Regions from separate parts of the Zea mays genome. Here region 2 is linked to region 1. Evidence: chromatin contacts called from public Hi-C data. All regions are on one chromosome and are shown on one strand. Each heading gives the region's core, a stretch centred on a gene start, on an enhancer-like site or on the middle of the called end of the contact. The rest is flanking DNA. Distances are from core to core; before and after follow the strand shown. Region 1 holds the start of LOC541640 (legumin 1). Region 2 holds the start of LOC100283502 (nodulin-like protein).

Region 1 (5,440 bases), core at 1,620-4,119:
GAACCCCTATTAGAACATATTTTTAGTTTTGAAGTCCTATATTTCAAAGTACAATGCACGTTTAATACCTTGTTGGAATTCTCTAACTGGTATACTAGTGGTGTACTATTGGATTCAATTGGGAAGCATGGCAGTAGTTAGTCCTAAGTTAGTCCTAACTAGTGCTAAGAATTGGGCGATGCTAGCCCAAACCCATCATGCTTCGGGCCAAACAAGCTTGGACGGAGAAGGCCTAAAAAAATCGAGTTGTGTCGTACCAGCCCAAAGAGCAGAAACAGTGGCCTAGCCTAGCCCTAAAACACATTGGGCCTTCACTCGATCATGCTAGCCCAAAACTCGTCCCACATTTCAACCGGCATTATTCAAGGATATATACATAACACAACACAACTACAAATAACAATATTTCAATTGATAGTATTTCAACATATACCGAATACAATTACAGTAGTGCTACCGCAGTACTGCTACATTTCACAGCTACATTACGTCCATACATACTACATATATACTACCAGCACCTACTACTACTCTATTAGAACAAGTTCTACCAATACCTACATTACATCTACACATACTACATATACTCAGTTACAAACTCACAAACAAGTGAACAACCTTACACAACACCTAGAACTTGCTAAAATGGTTGCAACAACAAATTCTTCATATCTGTAGAAGATCATAAGAGTCATTACCACATATTACTACTACATATACTACCATATATGTCCATGCTTCAGAGGTCACACGGGCCATGGATCGACAGGATTGCGAGAGGCGGCTAGGCGGCTAGTGTTCAACTTTCGAGCATGATATGGCCCTTGGCCCCGGCGAGAGAACGAGACGTGAGCAACTGCTGGGAGATGGAACTCCAACTCGTTAGGCAAGTTTGTGTTCCTATCCTTTTTCTCTTCTCTCCTCCAAACATTACAGTATATATGGTCTCCTGCTAGGTCGATTATACAACCATTTGAATGTATACGCACACCACTACATGTATTATGTACAACACAGACCATTCTGGCGATTTTGACCCATGAATCGTCCCAACTCCTGTCTCTGTTTCTCCAGAACCGACTGCTGAATGCGTACCAATAAGGCTGCTCTATATCGACAGTTGCTGGCAAATGAGATTGAACACATGTCCCTGCAACTCCGGCTTCAGACCCTTTATGAAATGCGCCACAAACATTACAGTATATATGGTCTCCTGCTAGGTCGATTATACGACCAACTGAATGTATACGCACACCACTACATGTATTATGTACATATACTACCAGTATATGAGTACTGAATACTACTTCCTTTATTATATTCACTGTTACGCTTACGCACCCGACCCCAAGCTGCATCCCGGTCCTGGGGAGCTCACCTGCTGCGGCGGCGGCGTCTGCACGGCGGAGGGCTTAAAAGTGAGGAACAGCGGGCGGCGACACCAAGGTTAGCTTCTTTGCATCGCTGTATCGTGGATCGGAGGGCTGCCTAAGCCTGGGCGCAGGGCACGGGCCTATGCTCATATTCATATCGCTGTCGTATACTCGCAGGCTGAGTCGCTGATGGACTGAACGAGTGAGGCGGCATGCCTTTGCATGGGCGGGGCCGTCAGGGTTAAGGCCGGCCTCGGTTGCGTGTGTATAATTGTGCCAATTTCATGTTTTACGGGGTTTTTCTTTTTCTGTCGAGCTGATCTAGATCCAGCTCATACGTGCGGGCTGTGTCCGGCCTAACAGGCCAATATTTAAGATTCGGTCTAGGCCTGTCTTCGTTCGTGTTAGCCTGGTCTAAATTACTAAGTGTTAGGCTTTGCTTTGGCTACTGATTTTAGATCGTGGTTGTGCTTGTATTAACCCAAAAATAGGGCTAGATATCGAGTCAGGTCAACTTGGCCAAACTTAAACTGTCTCGGCTCGATATATTAAGGAACCGAATAAGAGAACCAACTCGTCTCATTTGTGAGTTCGAGCTCTCCCGAGCTAAAAAAACAATATACACATATATAAAATAGTATAACCAATTATTAGTTAATTCTAGACCTATTTAACACTAAAAAAGAGTAACAATACTCACACTTTCACATATCATGTCAATATAACACCAAATTAACAAATCACTTATTAATTCATCCAACACAAGTGCGAGATTTGTTTTTCTGACAAATGGTTGCTCATTCAAGCTAAAGAGCTGACTCGAACACAGCTCGAGCTGGCTTGTTAACAAATCTTGCTGAGATACTAGCTCAGCTCGTGACAAAATCAAAATGAGCTGAGCTGAATTGAGTCGAGCTAACCATGAACCGAGCGATCTCACGAGCCACGAGTATTTTGTCTAGTCCTACCAAAAAGACCGGTCCATTCTTCTAGTACTAGTCCGAACCCCGAAAACTTTATGATTTCCATAGCATTTGTCAAGGCTGCCTCATTAATCATTTTGTTGACGATCTAGAGTACTCTAGCGAAAACATGCAAGCAACCAAACCGTAGAGAAGTGTAGTAGGCAAGGCTGGTCGCTAATGCGTGCACCTGGACAGTCGTAATCGGACTGTGCGTGAACGAACTAAAAAGGCGCAACAAACTGTTGGAGTCGCTAGTCAGTACAAAACTGAAGCGGCCTTTGCCCTTTTGTGACTGTCAGCACAAGCAACAAGTCCAAACTGTTGAGCACACGATCCATCCAAGTCGACATCCTACTGCTGATCGATCGCGAGCTTGTCAGGTTCTTCCCATCCAACGTGCACAGCTCCTATCACGGCAAAGCAAAGCACCAGCAGCGTACGAGGACAAGGCCTGAATTTGTTCCCAGGTGCAACAAACACTTTTTGTTCTTTTTAGCTTTGCATCCTTCTCGTTCCACTTACTTAATGGCACACCATCAGCAATGCACACCACGGCAACAGCATTCACTGCCAAGAGAGTGAGCGAGCGAGCAGAGGCAGCGCAGCAATGGCGGCGGCAATAGTACTCTCCGGCCAGGTGCGGCCGCTTCCCTCGTCGCTGCCCCTGTCCCTGCTGCTGCTCCTCCTCCTGTGCTGCTCCGGCACCTCGTGGGGATGGAGCACGTCCCGGGGAGGAGCCGCCAGGGAGTGCGGCTTCGATGGCAAGCTGGAGGCCCTGGAGCCGCGCCACAAGGTGCAGTCTGAGGCCGGCTCCGTCCAGTACTTCAGCCGGTTCAACGAAGCCGACCGGGAGCTCACCTGCGCCGGCATCTTCGCCGTCCGCGTCGTCGTCGACGCCATGGGCCTCCTGCTCCCTCGATACTCCAACGTCCATTCGCTTGTCTACATCGTCCAAGGTTCTTGGCTAGATTCTAGTGCTGCAATGCATGTGGCTCAGCTCGACTACAGATTTTGGCGTATGAATCACGACTAATCCAGTGTATTATGTAGGGAGAGGGATCATTGGGTTCTCGTTTCCGGGATGCCAAGAGGAGACCCAGCAGCAGCAGTATGGATACGGATATGGATATGGACACCATCACCATCAGCATGACCACCACAAGATCCACCGATTCGAGCAGGGCGACGTGGTGGCCATGCCGGCCGGCGCCCAGCACTGGCTGTACAACGACGGCGACGCGCCGCTTGTGGCGGTCTACGTCTTCGACGAGAACAACAACATCAACCAGCTCGAGCCTTCCATGAGGGTACTGCTACTATGCTAGCAGCTAGCTACACCCTTACATTTCGATAAAACTCGACTAATGAATCTCTGTCGTCGTTGTGCGATTCGCAGAAATTCTTGCTGGCTGGGGGCTTCAGCAAGGGGCAGCCCCACTTCGCCGAGAACATCTTCAAAGGGATCGACGCCCGGTTCCTGAGCGAAGCCCTGGGCGTCAGCATGCACGTCGCCGAGAAGCTGCAGAGCCGGCGTGACCAGCGAGGCGAGATCGTCCGCGTGGAGCCGGAGCACGGCTTTCACCAGCTGAATCCGTCGCCGTCGTCGTCGTCGTTTTCGTTCCCATCGTCACAAGTCCAGTACCAAACGTGCCAGCGCGACGTCGACAGGCACAACGTCTGCGCCATGGAGGTGAGGCACAGCGTCGAACGGCTGGACCAGGCCGACGTCTACAGCCCTGGGGCTGGGAGGATCACACGCCTCACCAGCCACAAGTTCCCCGTCCTCAACCTCGTACAGATGAGCGCGGTGCGGGTAGACCTGTACCAGGACGCCATCATGTCGCCGTTCTGGAACTTCAACGCCCACAGCGCCATGTACGGCATCAGGGGCAGTGCAAGGGTCCAGGTCGCCAGCGACAACGGGACCACGGTGTTCGACGACGTGCTCCGTGCGGGGCAGCTGCTCATCGTACCCCAGGGCTACCTCGTCGCCACCAAGGCGCAGGGAGAAGGCTTCCAGTACATCGCCTTCGAGACGAACCCTGACACCATGGTCAGCCACGTCGCCGGGAAGAACTCCGTCCTGAGCGACTTGCCGGCCGCCGTCATCGCCAGCTCGTATGCCATCTCCATGGAGGAAGCTGCAGAGCTCAAGAACGGTAGGAAGCATGAGCTGGCTGTGCTTACTCCTGCTGGCAGTGGCAGCTACCAACAAGGTCAAGCTGGCAGCGCCCAACAGTAGGCACAACCTCAGAGTGATCTGCCTGAATAAGTACTCGTAGACTGTAATAATTAAACAAAGCTTGCTCATGGTTAAACTGCGTGTTGATTAGTCTTTCAACTACATAGCTCTAAAGTTTTTGATACACCGAGTGATTTGCCAGGAAAAAAATGAGCAGATTGTTGTAAGCAAAACATGTTTGTTATGGCTAAACTGCATGTCTACCTGGATTTGTATTTTTTTTCAACTACCTAGTTCATCTGATAAAAACAATTTAGTTGAGTAACATACTAACATTTCAAATGAAAATTTATTCCAAGGCAAACATATCCAAACTATCTAAAATACATGTGGCTCTGGAAGATAGGGGAGTGAAAGCATTTAGGAGCAGGTAACTGAGTACAATATATCCATGCACCATCTGAATGAACTACTACCTAAGGTTAAAGCTTGAACTTCCCCATGACTGCATTGAAACTAAAGGACAACAGATCACCCTCATATATCTACATATCCAAACCTAAATAAAGGTCAATCTTCATCTGGTGTTTCCTCATCGTCATCATTGTTGCCATATCTCCAGCCATCTTCAATGTTGTTGCCTCCATCTTCTTCCGTCTCTTCACTATCATCTTGGTACGTAGCTTTACCTGGCCACTGGTTCCTGACGCCAATGTCAGAAGGCATTGCTCTCGAAACCTTGGCATTGTAGGCTTTGGATGAGTGGACCTTGTGCCCATGATTCGTCTTGCTCCTTTTGGGGTTTGGTGCAATCTCGCCAACCTCGGCATAGTTATACTGGTAAGTGTGTTCGTTCGCAGCATGCTGCCCACCAGAAGCACCGACCTTACCGTTTTCCTCTTGACCGTGTTCAGGGTGCT
Region 2 (5,159 bases), core at 2,065-4,564, 350 kb after region 1:
GGGAATCCAATTGACAAGTCATGTCATTAGTGAGCAGGGTGTTTACATGCAATATCTGTCAATTAAAACCATCATAACAAAGAAATAAATGAAAAAAAGACAGGGAATCCAATTGACGAGTCATGTGTCATGTCATTTGCGAAGATATGCATGCATGGACCAAATAAAGATGTCTATGGCCGGAGAGATGATAAAAGAAAGAACTGATAGACGGCCGAAGCGATGGATCGAATATAAATGTCTGAATGCGTGCCTAGTAGCAATGATCTGAAAAGATAGAATGCATCAGTTCATGTTGGTGCGCTCTGTCGCCTAGCCCCTGACGATGCTAGCCTATATACATTATTATATTGTTGCCTAAGATAGATCGTGCTTTTCTCATGGAACTAATTCTCAAGCATATAATAATGTACATTTTCATACTAACAAAAGGTCACAGGCAGAGGATGCTTCTTCCTCCAACAAACAAAGGCCTAGAGAAACTCTTTATTATTGCATTGTCTTGTCATGATTTACACATGCACATATATAAATAAATTAAATGTAAAGATCTCCTACGTGGGGGCACAGAAACAAGATATCATGGACCATCCTCCTCACATAAGAAAAGGGATGTCATGAATCAGCTAGAGAAAAAGAATATCTTCTCGTCAGCAAGCAGGGGGGCCCTTGTAGGATGATTCGTTTGCCGCTTCTATATTATAAATATGAATATATGATTCATTGTGGCGCATCGTATGCAGACGGTGCACTAATGTCGTCATTCACATGACCACTGTGGTGGGGCACTAACAAATAATATAGAGCTGGCCTGGACTTATGCTGGCCCATTGAATAGCTTTTTTGTTGGTTCAAAATCTGTGTTATTAGTTAAAACTATAGGGATGACAGTAACACCCATGGATGTGGGCGGTGCCCATGGGTTTTACACCTATTGGGTGTAGGTTTAGGTGTCAAATTTCAACCATGGGTCTACACCCGATCGATCGATTGGCAAAATGATGGGTTAGGGCTAGGTGTGAATTTACACCGATGAGTGTCCAATGAACTTTAGAAGACTAACTTTGAGTCCTTATTTACCTATAATTTTGATCCAACCTAATAAAACTCTAGGTCATCTACTCATCTTCACTTCTTTAACAGGTCAATTGATATTGCATTATATATTATATGCTTCTAAATAATTATATGTGGTGTGATTTTAAAGAATTATATGTGTTTCTCTTGCTTTTTGTAGTGCTTTTGTTTAATTATTTACAATTGTTGTCACCCAACGAGTGTCCAACACCCAGCGAGTACCCAACGGGTGTGGGTGTAAAAAACCATCTATTAGGTATTATGAGTGCGGGTGTGGCTTAACCAACATAGAAAAGACATAATATATGTATAGGATGTAATCATCGGGTGCATGACCACTTTCAGATGATTTTCATGAAACTATGAGCATGGCAAGTACATGCTACCCTTGAGCTAGCTCGTAAAGGAGCCACACAAAGTAAGGAGGTTCCATCGATGGTACATGGAAGCGGCAAAAGCGGACCTACACTCCTTCATTGTAAAAGTTTTGGTGGACTCATTCAAGATGGACAATGATTGCCAAATCCTTGTAGATTTCCATGACATGCATAGGATGCTGCACGTAAGGACCTCGACCTTGTTCAAGTCACTTTGCCATGTAAGTTAATTATGAGTATCACTCAATTGTATCATTATAGGTACTTTAGGAAACAAGGTATGTCCAAAATGAGGTGGTATATCATGAGTTTATCCCAAATTTGGTAGAATGGTCACATTTCTCATGTTAGTACTAATTAACTAACTATGAGGAATAAGGTGGTGATGGATCAATCATTCTATTCCACAAACCAAACAAAAAAAGAAGTAAGAAGACGATGGACTACCTTATTTCTCAAACCAAACACCTTAATATATAGCTACTTGAATCACCCTTTTATACTTTAAGATTTAGAACTTGTATTGTTTAAATGTTGCGACTCGGGCACCATGGGCACTAGACTACATTTCTAATCTATCCTCAGTGTGGACATGTCATTATATTGAAATCTTTGGATACTCCAAAAGAAATCCAAAAGAAAGGTACGATAACTTCCATACAGCTCTTACAAGATGCACCTCGAGGATCTTGATCTCTTGATTTAAGACTAAAAAGAAGTACGACATCACAATAACTATCAGACACGTCTTCTCCGATATGTATGAAAAGTCGTATGTGGTATTATAATATATATATGCTCTCTATATATTTTAATTGATTGTGTATTATATATCATGCAGTGCCCCAAACAATCATCAGGGATAATATCATATAGGTACTACACTTGTGAGGACAAATTTAGCATTAGCTAAAAACAGCTAAAGGCTTATTCGTTTCACCCTTAACTCATATGGATTGTGTGGTATTGAGTCGGTTTAAATCCATAGCAAGTCAAAATCCAGTTCAATCTGTTTCAATACACTCAATTCATATGAAATTGGAATAATCGAACTAGACCTAAAGAGTGCACAAGACTAGTGGAAAATGGAACGAGCCAACCGTTGCAGACAAATATATATGGATCAAATAGCGGACTATAAAATATTACAAACCAAATACGCATATGACATGTGCAACTTCTTCGTGTTAACATAAATTAAGGAGATTTTTGGGCTCGGTTATAGGAGGAACACTCAAAGACCATCTAGCTAGTTCATCGCCAGCTATTACTTACTATATCAAAGTCAAGGTTGATGGGATTCTTAATTTGCCTTTCATTTATGGTATTGGCTATGTTAATTAAACTCGGTGTGTAAACTTTACAATAATAATTTTGGGCCCATGTCTTTTTTCTGCAAACTTCAAAAAAAATCCGTGTCAGAGAGACAGACAGATGGTAGATCTAGGAAGAAAGTAGAGTGGCTTATCGAAAAAGGTAAAGAAAGTGTAACAATAATGGGCAAGCAAAGCGCATTACCATACTCATCCCTCTTTGCACTAACAAATCCACGAGCTAGCTAATAACCGGATTATTCACATGTTTCTTAAGTGCAGCAGATATACCCAAAGTGCTAAGGCAAACGACCACATCAACTCTTTCCGAAGACACGAGGAGCTTGGATGGAGAGAGCTAGGAAGATGACTCTTGCCCAAACACACCAGAAAAAATTGTGATTCAGAGGAGGCCAACATGAAAAAAAAAGCTACACACACATACACACACACACTAGTCTAGCTAACTTTGGAACATCCAACCAGAGGAGGAGATCATGCAGCATCTTCATCTTTATATAAGGCTGCCCCCCTCCTCTCCTTTGCTATTCAGTGTAGCCAGCAGGTAGCTGCATCAGCTAGCTAGCTAGATAGACACTTAGACAGGCATAAAACCATCTCGGGCACTCGTTCCCTGCACAAGTGTAGGAGAGAGCTGAGGCCTGCTGGCCATGGACACCACCAGCAAGAAAGCCTACGGGGTTGCCGTCGTCATACAGCTCATCTACACCGGCATGTACGTCGTCTCCAAGGCGGCATTCGACCATGGCATGAGCACCTACGTGTTCATCTTCTACCGCCAGGCGGCCGCCACTGCGCTGTTGCTCCCCATAGCCATTGTGCTTGAAAGGTATAACAGCTCAACAGCCGACTCAACTTGACTAAGGATAAGCAGCAGCAGTCTACTCTGCATAATTAAAACTGCAAATTGCTTTTTTCCCCATGTGATGAATATATAATAGCTTGGTGAAATTGCTGATATCGATATATCTGTGATTGATTCGATCGCAGGAAGAATGCACCACCCATGTCATTCAGGCTGTTTTTGAAGCTGTTCTTCTATGCATTGCTTGGGTATGTAACTGACATTACATCCATCCAATCAGTGGTATCAGCAGCTTCCTGTTACTGAATACAACTACTGATGGTTAACACCATATTGTATACATATATGACATGTATGTATGTGGTGTCTCCTTTTGAACTTTTTGTAGCAACACATTGAGCATGAATCTGTACAACATAAGCCTCAAGTACACCTCTGCAACAGTGGCATCGGCAACGAGCAACTCTGTCCCTGTGGTCACCTTCTTCCTGGCAGTCCTGTTAAGGTATATACATAAAGCAGAAAAAGGAACTCATCATTAGCTAGCACACCTATGTCACTATTATGTTCATTCACATATATATTATGCATGCAGGCTGGAAGTGGTTCGGCTGAGAAGCCCGTCAGGCATGGCGAAGGCGGCGGGCGTGGCGCTGTGCCTGGCCGGGGTCCTGACCATCGCGCTGTACACTGGGCCGTCGATGAGCCCGGTGAACCACCACCGCGCCTTCGCGGCGCACCAGCAGCACCCCCATCCCCATGCCGATGGCGGCGGCGGCGGCAAGGGGACGTGGATCAAGGGCACGTTCCTGATGCTGCTGTCCAACACGACGTGGTCCCTCTGGATCGTGCTGCAGGCGTCGCTGCTCAAGGAGTACCCCAACAAGCTGCTGTCCACGCTGGTGCAGTGCGCGCTCAGCACCGCCCAGTCCTTCCTCCTCGCCGTCGCCGTCGAGCGGGACCCCGCCGCCTGGAAGCTGCAGCTCGACGTCGGCCTCCTCGCCGTCGCCTACTCCGTGAGTAGCTAGCTAAGCACTAGCAGCAGCAGTCGTATTAGACAGATGAATCGAAAGCAACGTACGACGATGAATTAATGTACTAACAATATATGCGTGCGTGCATATATGTGTGGTATGCAGGGTCTGGTGGTGACGGGCGTGTCGTTCTACCTGCAGGCGTGGTGCATCGAGAAGCGCGGGCCCGTGTTCCTGGCCATGTCCAACCCGCTGGGCCTGCTGCTCACCATCTTCTGCTCCTCCTTCTTCCTCGGCGAGATCGTGCGCCTGGGCAGCCTCCTCGGCAGCGGCCTCCTCGTCGGAGGGCTCTACAGCGTCCTCTGGGGCAAGAGCAAGGACCACCTCCACCAGGAGCATCAAGACGACGAAGAGAAGCAGCAGCAGCAGCCGAGCGCAGCAGGCGGAGACAACCAGAAGCAGCTCAAGGAGCAGTTCGCAATGGAGCCATCATCGCCACTGCGCCATCAGTCCGGATGATGAGGAATGGTCTACGCGTGTATGTGTGTGAGTAGGTTCTACGTACGTGCCTATGTCTTAATGTCTATGTGGT

Evidence for each region. Hi-C and Micro-C count contacts between places; a contact is called where the count stands out from the background.
Region 2: a contact with region 1 is called in a Hi-C map of tassel, with 5 times the contacts expected there. The contact joins the promoter of LOC100283502 here to the promoter of LOC541640 in region 1. A contact is called at or near these places in 5 of 25 Hi-C or Micro-C datasets (ear, leaf and tassel).

The regions. Positions count from the first base shown.
Region 1 is chr6:47,952,322-47,957,761 of Zm-B73-REFERENCE-NAM-5.0, forward strand. It overlaps LOC541640 (legumin 1), which reads left to right and starts at 2,870. Exons shown (of 3, transcript NM_001111395.3): 1 at 2,870-3,294; 2 at 3,389-3,645; 3 at 3,735-4,669. The coding sequence starts at 2,946. The coding sequence ends at 4,580. It overlaps LOC100216676 (WREBP-2 protein), which reads right to left. Exons shown (of 6, transcript NM_001143084.1): 6 at 4,859-5,440. The coding sequence ends at 5,091.
Region 2 is chr6:48,305,612-48,310,770 of Zm-B73-REFERENCE-NAM-5.0, forward strand. LOC100283502 (nodulin-like protein) reads left to right here and starts at 3,315. Exons shown (of 5, transcript NM_001375357.1): 1 at 3,315-3,617; 2 at 3,779-3,841; 3 at 3,982-4,098; 4 at 4,189-4,609; 5 at 4,733-5,159. The coding sequence starts at 3,439. The coding sequence ends at 5,086.